2 separate regions of the Rattus norvegicus genome follow, and region 2 is linked to region 1. A link is a contact called in public Hi-C data. All regions are on one chromosome and are shown on one strand. Each heading gives the region's core, a stretch centred on a gene start, on an enhancer-like site or on the middle of the called end of the contact. The rest is flanking DNA. Distances are from core to core; before and after follow the strand shown. Region 1 overlaps LOC134480390 (a long non-coding RNA gene). Region 2 holds the start of Acsl3 (acyl-CoA synthetase long-chain family member 3).

What was found. Hi-C and Micro-C count contacts between places; a contact is called where the count stands out from the background.
Region 2: a contact with region 1 is called in a Hi-C map of liver, with 2.4 times the contacts expected there. The contact joins the promoter of Acsl3 here to the enhancer-like site in region 1. A contact is called at or near these places in 5 of 12 Hi-C or Micro-C datasets (Schwann cells, frontal cortex, liver and 2 more).

What each region holds. Positions count from the first base shown.
Region 1 is chr9:87,471,695-87,476,895 of GRCr8, reverse strand. All of the region lies in intron 1 of LOC134480390 (a long non-coding RNA gene), which reads left to right. Among named protein-coding and RNA genes, the nearest start is that of Mogat1, 45 kb to the right of the region's middle. Within about 2 kb of position 2,570, at least 22 of the 93 cell types and tissues checked have an H3K27ac peak or open chromatin away from gene starts, as enhancers often do. A contact at or near this core is called in liver, where this site is marked.
Region 2 is chr9:87,561,324-87,566,524 of GRCr8, reverse strand. It overlaps Acsl3 (acyl-CoA synthetase long-chain family member 3), which reads right to left and starts at 2,924. Exons shown (of 15, transcript NM_057107.2): 1 at 2,704-2,924.

The DNA of each region.
Region 1 (5,201 bases), core at 1,321-3,820:
ACCAGCCAGCACCTCTTCCTTTGTGTGCACTAGAGGTCAAACACACAAAAGTTTTGTGTGTGGGCTGATACTCTAACAACTGAGCTGCATCCCCAACACTTATGTTAAAATTCAATTGACACAAAGCACTACCGAGTGGACCTTAAAGATGTGAACAGGATAAGTGAATAGGTTCTGCTACCATGGATGAATTCATGCCGCTATCCACACGGCGCTAATTATCACGAGAGCAGAATAGGCTGAGTCAAGCCTCGAGCCCCACTGTCTCTTGTACTCCGATCCTCCCTGTCCTTCCAATGCCACCCAACATGTAACAAAGATGTCCTTAGCAGACACAAACACCTGCTCCTGAACTTTCTTGTCTCCCGACACTCTATAGCAAACTGAAGACAACACCAATTCTTCAAAAGTTGTGCGTTTGAATTCCCCAGGGACCTTGTTGAAATGCAGATTCATTCCTGTGAAGCTTTGGTAGCAAGTCTGGGCTGCAGAACCTGCAATTTAGCCCTCGTCTTAGCTTCCAAGTAATACAGACACTCCCATCAGAAAACATCCCCCAAAACCCAGATTCTAGTCCTTGCACACGGCCAGTACTGATCTGAATCTCATAAGGAATATGTGTATTACGATTTTCTATGCAGGCCCTTAAGAATTGCCATGACTTCTGACTATTTACAGGGTCAGTTCTTATATAAACCCACAGATTCTCTGGTCACTAGAATCCTAGCCTGGAGTACCTGCTGCATTCATTTGTACATGCAATATCATTCATTTGTACATGCAATATCATTCATTTGTACATGCAATATCATTCATTTGTACATGCAATATCATTCATTTGTATATGTGATATCATTCATTTGTATATGTGATATCATTCACTTGGGAATTCTTTTCTTTAATGAACACATCATTAATCTTTTCAGCTACAAGAACAATTGCAATTTGATTTTTATTGGCAGTAAACGCTTCTTTTTTTTTTTCCTGCGGGATGCTTTCTTAATATAATCACACTATATCATCTATCTAAGGACATTCTGAATCATGACAGAAATTGTCGTCTCTTTAAATAGTACAGAAGTCAAACTTACAGCCAATGAGCCCTGTGTAGAAGAAGAACAGAGGTGGTTTGCAAGAGTGAACTGGAAGTCATAGTTCTCAAAGTTAATGAATGTTGACCACAGTCATCCCTTGGTATCTGGGAATGACTGAGTTTAGGACTGCGAGTTCTCAAATTTGTTTGTGCTCAAGTCCTCTATATAAAAATGGGTACTGTTTGCATATGATTTATGTTCATCTTCCCTTCAAATCACACACAGAGTACTTAAAGTTCCTGTACAATGTAAGTGTAAATGTCACAAAAGAGTTTCAACCAGGCTGCTTAGAATAATGACAAAAGAAGTTGGATATATATACTGGAACTCTTTTAAGTCATAAAGAAGAAAGAAATTATGTCATTTGCAGGAAAGTAAATGGGATTGTGGAGAATTGTATAAACTAGCCTCATTTGTGGTTCCTTGGTTTTATATAAATACATATAATCATGTATGTGTACATGCACGATAGAAGACCAGGCAAAGTATCTAGGGCAACAGATGTGACTAATGGGAGGGAGAGGGGAGAGGAAAGGGAGGGAAGTCGGTAGATATGGGGAAGATATATTCAATATACACCACATACTTCCACATATTTTTTGAAAAAGAGGAAAATGTTTGTAAATGTTATATACAGATAGATTTTGAAATTATTTTTACAGGGGATTAGTGTGTGTGTGTGTGTGTGTGTGAGAGAGAGAGAGAGAGAGAGAGAGAGAGAGAGAGGAAGAGAGAGAGAGAGAGAGAGAGAGAGAGAAAGATATTCAGTATGTAGCTAAGCATATATAGACCAGACTTGCTTTAGACTTGCTATATAGCCCAGGCTAGCCTCAATTTCCTATCTGTAACTATCCTGATTTAGTCTTCTAAGGGCTGGGATTACAGAGATGAACCACCAGGTCCTGATTTTTTTCTGAATATTTTCAAGGTAAGTTGGCTGTGTGGAAGTAGACCTTGTGGATAACAGAGGGCTAGCTATACTGCCCAGAAGATACTCAGTGTTACTGCTAAGAATAAACCCACCCAGACTAGGCATATTTATGGGTCTTTCCAGGAGAGCAGAGACCCTGGTAAATAAGATGTGGGATGGCAGCTAGGACACATCCCCTTGATTTGAGAGCCTGAGACGTGCCCAAAAGAAAGACAATAATGTGTTTTCGATTGTTGAAACATTGCTTGCAGTTGACAATGGCCTCAAGAGTGGAAGCTGAGATAGTTCTGCAAAGATCTGGGGAACCATTTTGAAGGGATGTAGGGTAAGGTCTATGTCACCGAAGAGTGGTGAGCTGAGACCATGGGAAAAGGAGACTATAAAGTCAAAGGCGAGGAAAGAAGGGAGTTGTCCCTCTTCTGCCACTTGACAGCTGGAGGAACTTGAAGCTGTGTCCCCTGATCTTTTGTATCTCTGTGTCACAAAAACAAGGGGTGACCTAGATCTGCGGTTTACGAACTTGGCTGAGCATTGGAATGACCTGGGAAACTTTCCAAACGCCGATGACTTCATTGGTCTGGAGTTCAGCTTTAAACCTGGCGATCGTTAACAGTCCCCAGGTAATTCTAATATCCAGAGCACAGTGCCTCCCCCCACCCTGCCCCCCACCCCCGGGCTAGGTAATCTGTGAGGTTTCGTCCCACTGTACCAACTGCTGACAAAGGACAGTGACCTCTCTCAGCCCAACCTCAGCCTCTGCCTCTCCATCTCTAGCAAGGAGCTGACCTGGATCTATTTGGCCCTTTTCATATAATTATCATTGCATGGAATGGATCGGCTGTTTGCTTATGTAACTTTAAGGGCTGAAATCCCATCCTGGACCAGCAGTCTTTTTCCCAGCTGGAGGAGGTAACTGGATACTCCCCGCAGGGCTTCGATCTGTCTCTCAACCTCTCCAAAGCAAATGTACTTTTCCAGCCTTTCAACTGTAGCTGTAAAAAGAAAGAAGGTCGTTCGTAGCCACCGACAGTTCCATTATAGACAAAGGCAAGCCCTGAAATAGCTCTCAGCTTGCTATCCAGGTAAACTCAAGATAAATTTAGAACCCTGTAACTCTGGACCATCATCCCAGGATGTGAAGTGAGGATCTGGTTTTCTTCCTTTCAGTCTTTCATTCTCCTTTTTTAATTCCCTAAGATATAATCTAAAGACACAGGTAGGGTTTGCAAAGGCCAAGACTTGGCTAATGACCAAAGCTGTTAAATTCCAGCTCAAACGGATTAGCCCAGTTAAGTCTTTGGCATTAGGGTTGGGTATAACACCCTGGCCTGCAGAGACACCTCCTCCATCCTGCTGGGAAATCCTCCCTAAACCCCCAAATAGCAGCTTAATCTGCCGAAGGAAACAACAAAGGAGAGGTGCTAAGAATAGCCAGTGCCTTCCAGAGAGCAGCGTACTTTAGAATAGAATGTGAGCCATGAGGGTATTTATTTAAAATTATTTAAAATTTTCCACTCGTCTTCTCAAGCAAGAATAAAAGAAGCGCATGAAATTAATTTGAATTAATATTTTGTTTTTTCCCTTCTGGCATACGATTGTCAATTCTTAACTAATGAGCAATTTTGTAGTTTCTACTTTTTAGCAAGACTCCAAAATCCCATGAGTATTTTGCAGCATCTCTCAACAGAGCTAAATGGAACTAGTACACTTCCTGTGTTCAAGAAGCCAGGGGTGCTAGTGGGTAATGTTTTGAGTGACAGGGATCTGGGCAGCCTCTTTACTTATATAATGCTGACAGCAGGCTAGAAGAGATGCTGAGGGGGGAGCCCAATAAACCCCCCCCCCCTCTCTCTCTCTTTCTCTCTCTCTCTCTCTCCCTCTCCTTCTCTTTGGGATAGGGTAGCCAGGCAGCATACACTGGCCTTGATTCTGCCTCTTTAACCTAAAGCCATATGATTATTTTAAAGACAAGACAAACTATTTACCTGGTTGAGCCTCACTCCAAGAAAACTCTTAAGAATTTCCATGGAACATGATTAAGAGAAAAGAGAAATCTAACTCTTAAGTAGGTCACATTTAATTCTTGTGTCAACATTGTAGGCCCTTTTGGCAAACTTAGTACTAAATGTTGGAAAATTAAATTTGGAACTAAATGAGAAGATCTCTGGCAGAGCCCATTTTCTTGGTTCATTTCTATTGTTGTGAAATTCTGATGAAAAGCAACTTTAGGGAGAAAGGGTTTAATTTAATTATATGGTTCCAGGGTACAGCCTGTCATTCCAGGGAAGTTAAGGCAAAAGCAGCTAGTCACAGTCAAGAGCAAGGAGACAATGCATGCATGCACACTTGTGCTCAGCCCCCTCTCTATACTAATATAGTCCCGAATCCTCTGCCAGGGAATGGTGCTACCCACAGTGGACTGAGTCTTTTTACATCAATTAATGAGTAAGGGAGACAGTCTCCCACAGACATGGGAGTTCTAGATAGTCCCTGGTTGAATGTGTCTTTTTCTAGACAATCCTGGAATGTAGTGAGTTAGTGATTGAAACTAATTATAAAATTCCTGAAGGTATGTGGGTAGCCCCTCTGACTTGTCCACAAACAACATGGAAAGGACCACACAAACCCCATTTGTCTCCATTTAAGGACAAAGCCTGATTTTGAAAAGGTCATAAGGCTCCAGGAACAGATCATAAGTCCCAGGAACTAGGTCATAAGGCACCAGTTAAAGGAAAAGACAATAAAATCCAGAAACGAGGTCATAAAAAAATCCCCTCCCAAAGAACAGCCTGGGAATTACCACAAGAATGGGAAATATCTTATCCCAGGATGGGTCATCTGTGCTGGGCAGTCCTATCTCATCCTGTGGTTAAATGTTCATGACATAGCACTGCTGCCTGTGCCCTGGACAGCCCACTGCTCAACACTACCTGCCCTTGGGGATTAGAGGTGAGGTGGTGCTCGGAATCAACAGCACAGAATCCAGGAACAAGTGAGAACGCCACAGCAATTTCCTATGAACACTGCTGCAAACTCCACCCACGTCCCATTAGTTCCCAGCAAGCATCTCTTCCAAACAGCAATTCCTAATTGGCTGGCATTGTCTGTGTCAGCAATCCTTGGTCTCTCAGGCAGTCTTCAATTAGGTCCTGAAAGAGCGTACCCCTAAACGGGGA
Region 2 (5,201 bases), core at 1,675-4,174, 89 kb before region 1:
TTAACAGTGAGCCTCAGCTCAGAGAATAGTGCACTACAAGCCCTCCAGTTGCCTGGGTCTGACACAGTACCTTCTCCTCTTAGCTCATATTTATCACCATGCCATGACAGCTTTACTTCTAACATCTCCACTTTCTTGAATTTCTACTTATCATATTACTCTCTTTAAAGACTCAGCTAATCTATCACATTGACAGTGCTATGAAAAAATAATATGAATTTTTCAAAGCAGGGACTCTGTTAAGCACATCTTTGCACTTATTCTATACAGTATGCACAAAAGGACGATATCCAATCAAAGTATTACAACTGCCTTCACAAGTGTTTGACTAAATATTTATATAGTCAACAGTTCCCCAATTCATGCATGGTTTTTCTTGCTTCCTAAGAACTGAAAGTTGTTTATTTAGTTGTTGGGATTTTTTTTATTATGTGGTTCTGGCTATCTAGGCTGGCCTTAAACTCAAAGACCCAACTACCTCTGCCTCCTAAGCGCTGGGATAAAAGGTGAGCCACCCAACCCAGCTTAGAGCTAAAATTTTTATATTAAGTTACCAAGTAGAATAGAAACCACACTGAATACGTTAGAAAATTATGATACCTATTGAAAATCAGAAAAGCCTATCACTGAGGACCGAGCTGGGAGTGTGGTGGGTGTTGTGGGTTGGGATGTCTAAATCACACCTTCAAATCCTCAGTCCATATGAAAGATTCTTGCTTCTGAACTATTCATCAGGCAAAAATCAAGTTCTACAGGAATACTTAAACTTTAAGCACCCTAAAGGCAGCCAGAATGAATGCTTGGGAATATTCACTATCTCATTCAGATGCTTTGCAACTTGAGCTGAAATGACAATCTGGTGGGAAATATATTGAGATATAAAAATTATAGTTGCTCAAAAGTTCTGAAGCTCTTGCTCTATGTACATTTAATTACTGCCTCAGAACAAATTCAACATCTAGGAAAAAATCTCAGTCAGTTTTTAAAAAGCAGCTCCCTGAATTTGCATGTAAATCTCTTATTATAATCTTCAATCACTCAATACCTCACCTTTATTGCATGTAACATACTTGCAATCACCCATTTATCTACGAGATCATTGGCTGGTGTGTAGTCTAATTCCAGCCTGAGGGCACAGGGACACGACGACTATGTCCCTGTTGTGTTTCCCAGCACCTGCCAAGGTACCTGACATAACTCAATGAGAAGGCTCTCAGTGAGCAATTAACTGAATCAGGAAGGCCTGCGCTAGTCGTGTTCCCCCTCACAATGTCCTTCACTGTGTCCTTCTTTCTTTGCCTTCTTCAAGGATGACATCTTGGGACTCACAGGATACCTGCCACTCGGCTCAAATGTCCTACAAATCCAGTAACTGGACTCCAAAGACACCAGGGGACCCTCTCCTGTGGCCACACTGCAGTCAAGGCATTTTATGACAGAAGAATCAGCGACTAAGAAAATTTAATCAGCCTGCGCACAACTCTACATGTGAGGGGTGCTCAGGGAGACGCCAGAAAACGCACTCTCAAGTCCCAACACTCACTCTCTCTCTGTAATAAGCTGTTCATGCGCTTTTAGGGGTAACTCAGCAGCACCCTTCAACAACACTCAGAACCAACGTGGGCACACAAAGCAGCCTAAAACAAACTGAAAAAAAAAAAAAAAACAAAAAAAAAAAAAAACAAAAAAAAACCACCCAAGTACTGCTCTGCAGAAACCCTAAGACCCAAAAGAACCTAAAAACCCAAAGCCACGATGGAAACCACTCGAACAGCAAAGAGGGCTGCATGCTACTAAAGCCATCAGATGCTAAGTGTTCTGGACTCAGACAGGCCCTCCTGGGGCTCCAGCTTCTCCTACTAGCTCAGATCTGGGCTAAGTTAAAGTGTCCACAGTGCAGGTTCTCTCGCTGTAAAATGAGAATTTGCCCGTCCTGGTGGACTGGACTAACAATGCAAACATAGCCATGCACAAAGTTCTTGGGGTGTCCTGTCTAATAAAAGCTCGATAAATGCCAGCTCAGTCATCCTGGGCAGTTATCATTAAGCCTGCCCCCTCTCTAGTTTCTAAAGGATCCCCCCCAAAAAATTTGTCCTGCCCTTTCTAATTTGAGAGGCTCTATGCAGAAGTGACCGGAATGCCTGTTGTAGAACTAGAATGGTCCACTCAGTTGGATCTTCACCTGTGAAATCCCTTCACTTGATCACACCTGAACCCCGGGGCTGCCTGTGTGTGCATCGCGTGAGTGACTCGTGTAAGACTAAAACGCACTTAGAGGAGGGGAAAACAGAGGTTCCCCACGCTAGTCCCACCGCCCCGCACCCGCAGTTTCTGCCCCACGCCCACAGTTTTCGGGGTCCCGCTGGGCGCTGGTTCCTCCCACGGACGCCGCGAGGCCGTGTGGAGCGGGACGACCCCACCCACGTGCCCGCGCCCGCGGCGGAGGCCGCGATGCATCTTTCCTCCCGCGCCCGCGGCTCCACGCCGGCGGTTTCCCCGAACCCACGCGGACGCCCTACTCGCCACTCACCCTCCACCAACCCCCCTTCCCCGACCCCCGCCACGGCCCATCACCCAGAGGCCCAGGCGTCTCCTCAGACACTGGCGAGTCGCTTGCACGCCGAGTGGGGGGGGCGGGGGAAGGAGGCCTGGCCGCCATCCCGCGACCCTCATCGCCTCACAACGGGCGCAGCGCACACTCACCGCGGGCTCCGACCCACGCAGGCCTGGCTGCTTCCCGGAGCGGCTCCCGCTCAGCGCCACCTCCTCAGGACCCTGACGCAGCTGCCGGGGCTGTCCTGCGAGACGGGGAAGACCGCCCGCCGCCGGCTCAGCCTCCCGCTCTGCCGCCGCCTCCCCGTCAGAGTCCGCGGCCGCGGCCACAACCGCAGCGTCGATCCCCGGGCGCCAGCTGAGCAGCGTCTGTTGAGCCGCAGTCCAGGACGCGCATCCCGGGCTGGCGCTCGTTGAATATGCAAAGAGACCGCCGCCCATTGGCCCGCGGGCGGTGGCGCGTGCGGGATTCGGCCTATCAAATGCGGGCCTGGGGAGCGCGGCGCTGGCGGCAGGGGCGGAGCGAGGTTACTATGGGTCATTCTGCGGAGCCGCCGCCGGCTGGACCCGGCTGGGGCCCTCGCAGGGCGGGGGATGGATCCCTTGGGGAGGGGAGCGGCGGGCGGACAGGCAGCTACTGCAGCTGCAGAGGGGAGCCAGGCTGGGGCGTTGTGCGGGAGGACCGGAGGCGTCCAGGGTGCTCCCGCTGAGAACTGCAAAACCCGCTTTCACTGCTGCGACGCATAAATCTCAATATAAAGCAAGAAATAGCGTGCTTGGTTTTCTTTTTTTTTTTTTTTTTCATCCTTCTCTGGACTGGATTCGTTAGCCTAGTTTGAACACGAATTTCTAGCAAATCTTGCAAGGCAAAAGAAATGACGTTTGGAAATGCTTGTGGAGGGAAAAGGCTCAAAAGCTCAAAGCTGGCCCTGTATTATTTCTCTTGCATGGGCTTCGTTTAATGCAGCGTGTATCCCGTTTACTCCTAAATCTTCTCACACCCCAGGTTTCATGTTTCCGAAGGATGAAACTTGACTCAAAAATAACCTTTATGAACGAGAAATGTGTGTGTGTTTAGTTTGCCATTGTATAGATCCTCTTGGACACTACACCAGGATGTAGGCATTTATTTTACAACGGCCTCTCCCCATTCAAAAAAATATACACCCAGCAAAACACAAATGACTAAATCAGCCACTGCAGTGTAATATTAGAAAGGGACTGTTCATAGCAGAGTGGTTTGTTTTCTTCGTAATCCAACCTATGATTTAGTTGGTCTGAGAACTTTCTTTAAGTAGGTGAAAGGTCGAGTGGCTGAGCTAGCCTCAAGCTAAGGCAGAGAGAGAGAGAGAGACTCACCTCCCGGGATAGTCTAAAAACACTCAGGAAGCTGTCAGAACTTGAGCTAGGTGGAGCCATGATGCACTCCAAAGCCAGCTCATCACTCACCTTGGGCCGCCCCTGGCCACTGTAACTGCCTAGAAGAACGGATAGTGTTTGACTCAAGCAACCTGTTCCTACTAGGAATGCCATATTTCCGTGGCTCTTAATCTTCCCAAGAAAACCCTGCCAATAAAAGGAATGCAGAATTTCCAGTCTATGGAGGGATGTACACCTTAGAAGTGGTAATTCAAAACTGCGAACCTCAAGAAAAACTAAGCAACTTCAAGACAGGAAAACTAATACTGAACCTTCCTCCCCGGCTAATGAATATAGAACACGTGTAGAATTCCGGGGACGTCTTTCTTTGTTATCTCTCTCTAGGCTAAACAATATTTATGGGCATATATTTACACCTAACAGAAAATACTCTTGAAATTCAAATGCTGAATTGGAATATTGTTTGCTGTTTAAGACTAGCTAAACAGAAATCATTGTGTTTTCTTTGTATGGTTGTTTAGTTCTTTGTGGGAGAGTGGCAGCCAAGATCTCATGTAGCTCAGACAGGCCTGGGTTTTACTATGTAGACCAGGGTGGCCTAGAATTCAGTGAGTCTAGGATTACAGGTGTGATAAACTGCTTTAGGCTTTGTCTATGCCTGGTAACAGGGCCTTACACTATGCCCATAGGCTAACCTGGAACTCCAGACAATCTTCCTGCCTCACCTAGGTTTATTTAAGATTGTTGTTTTAAAAACAGCAGCAGTGATGACACACAACTTTAATCTTAGTATTTGGAAGACAGAGGCAGATAGATCTCTAAATTTGAGGCCTGCCTAGTGTACTCAGTAAGGTCCAGGCCAGCCGGAAGACCCTTTTTTGAAATCCTGTCTCAACACAATGAATATGTACACACACACACACACACACACACACACACACACACACACACACACACAGAGGCTGGCAAGGTGACTCAGAGGGTTAAAGGTACCCAGTGACCTGAGTTCAATCCCTGAACCCATATTGTGGAAGAAGAAAACTGACTCTCAAAAGCTGCCCTTTGAACTCCCCTGAAGCACCACAGGATACATGTACACATACACAAAATAAATAGAATAAAAAGGAAAAACAAAACCACAACTGGGCACAGCGATGCCAGCACTAGAGATGCTGAGGCAGGAGGACTGCTGTAACATTGACACTAGCTTGGGCTACACAGTGAGTTGCAGGCCAGCTTAAATCCAGAGTGAAACTGTCTCAGACTGA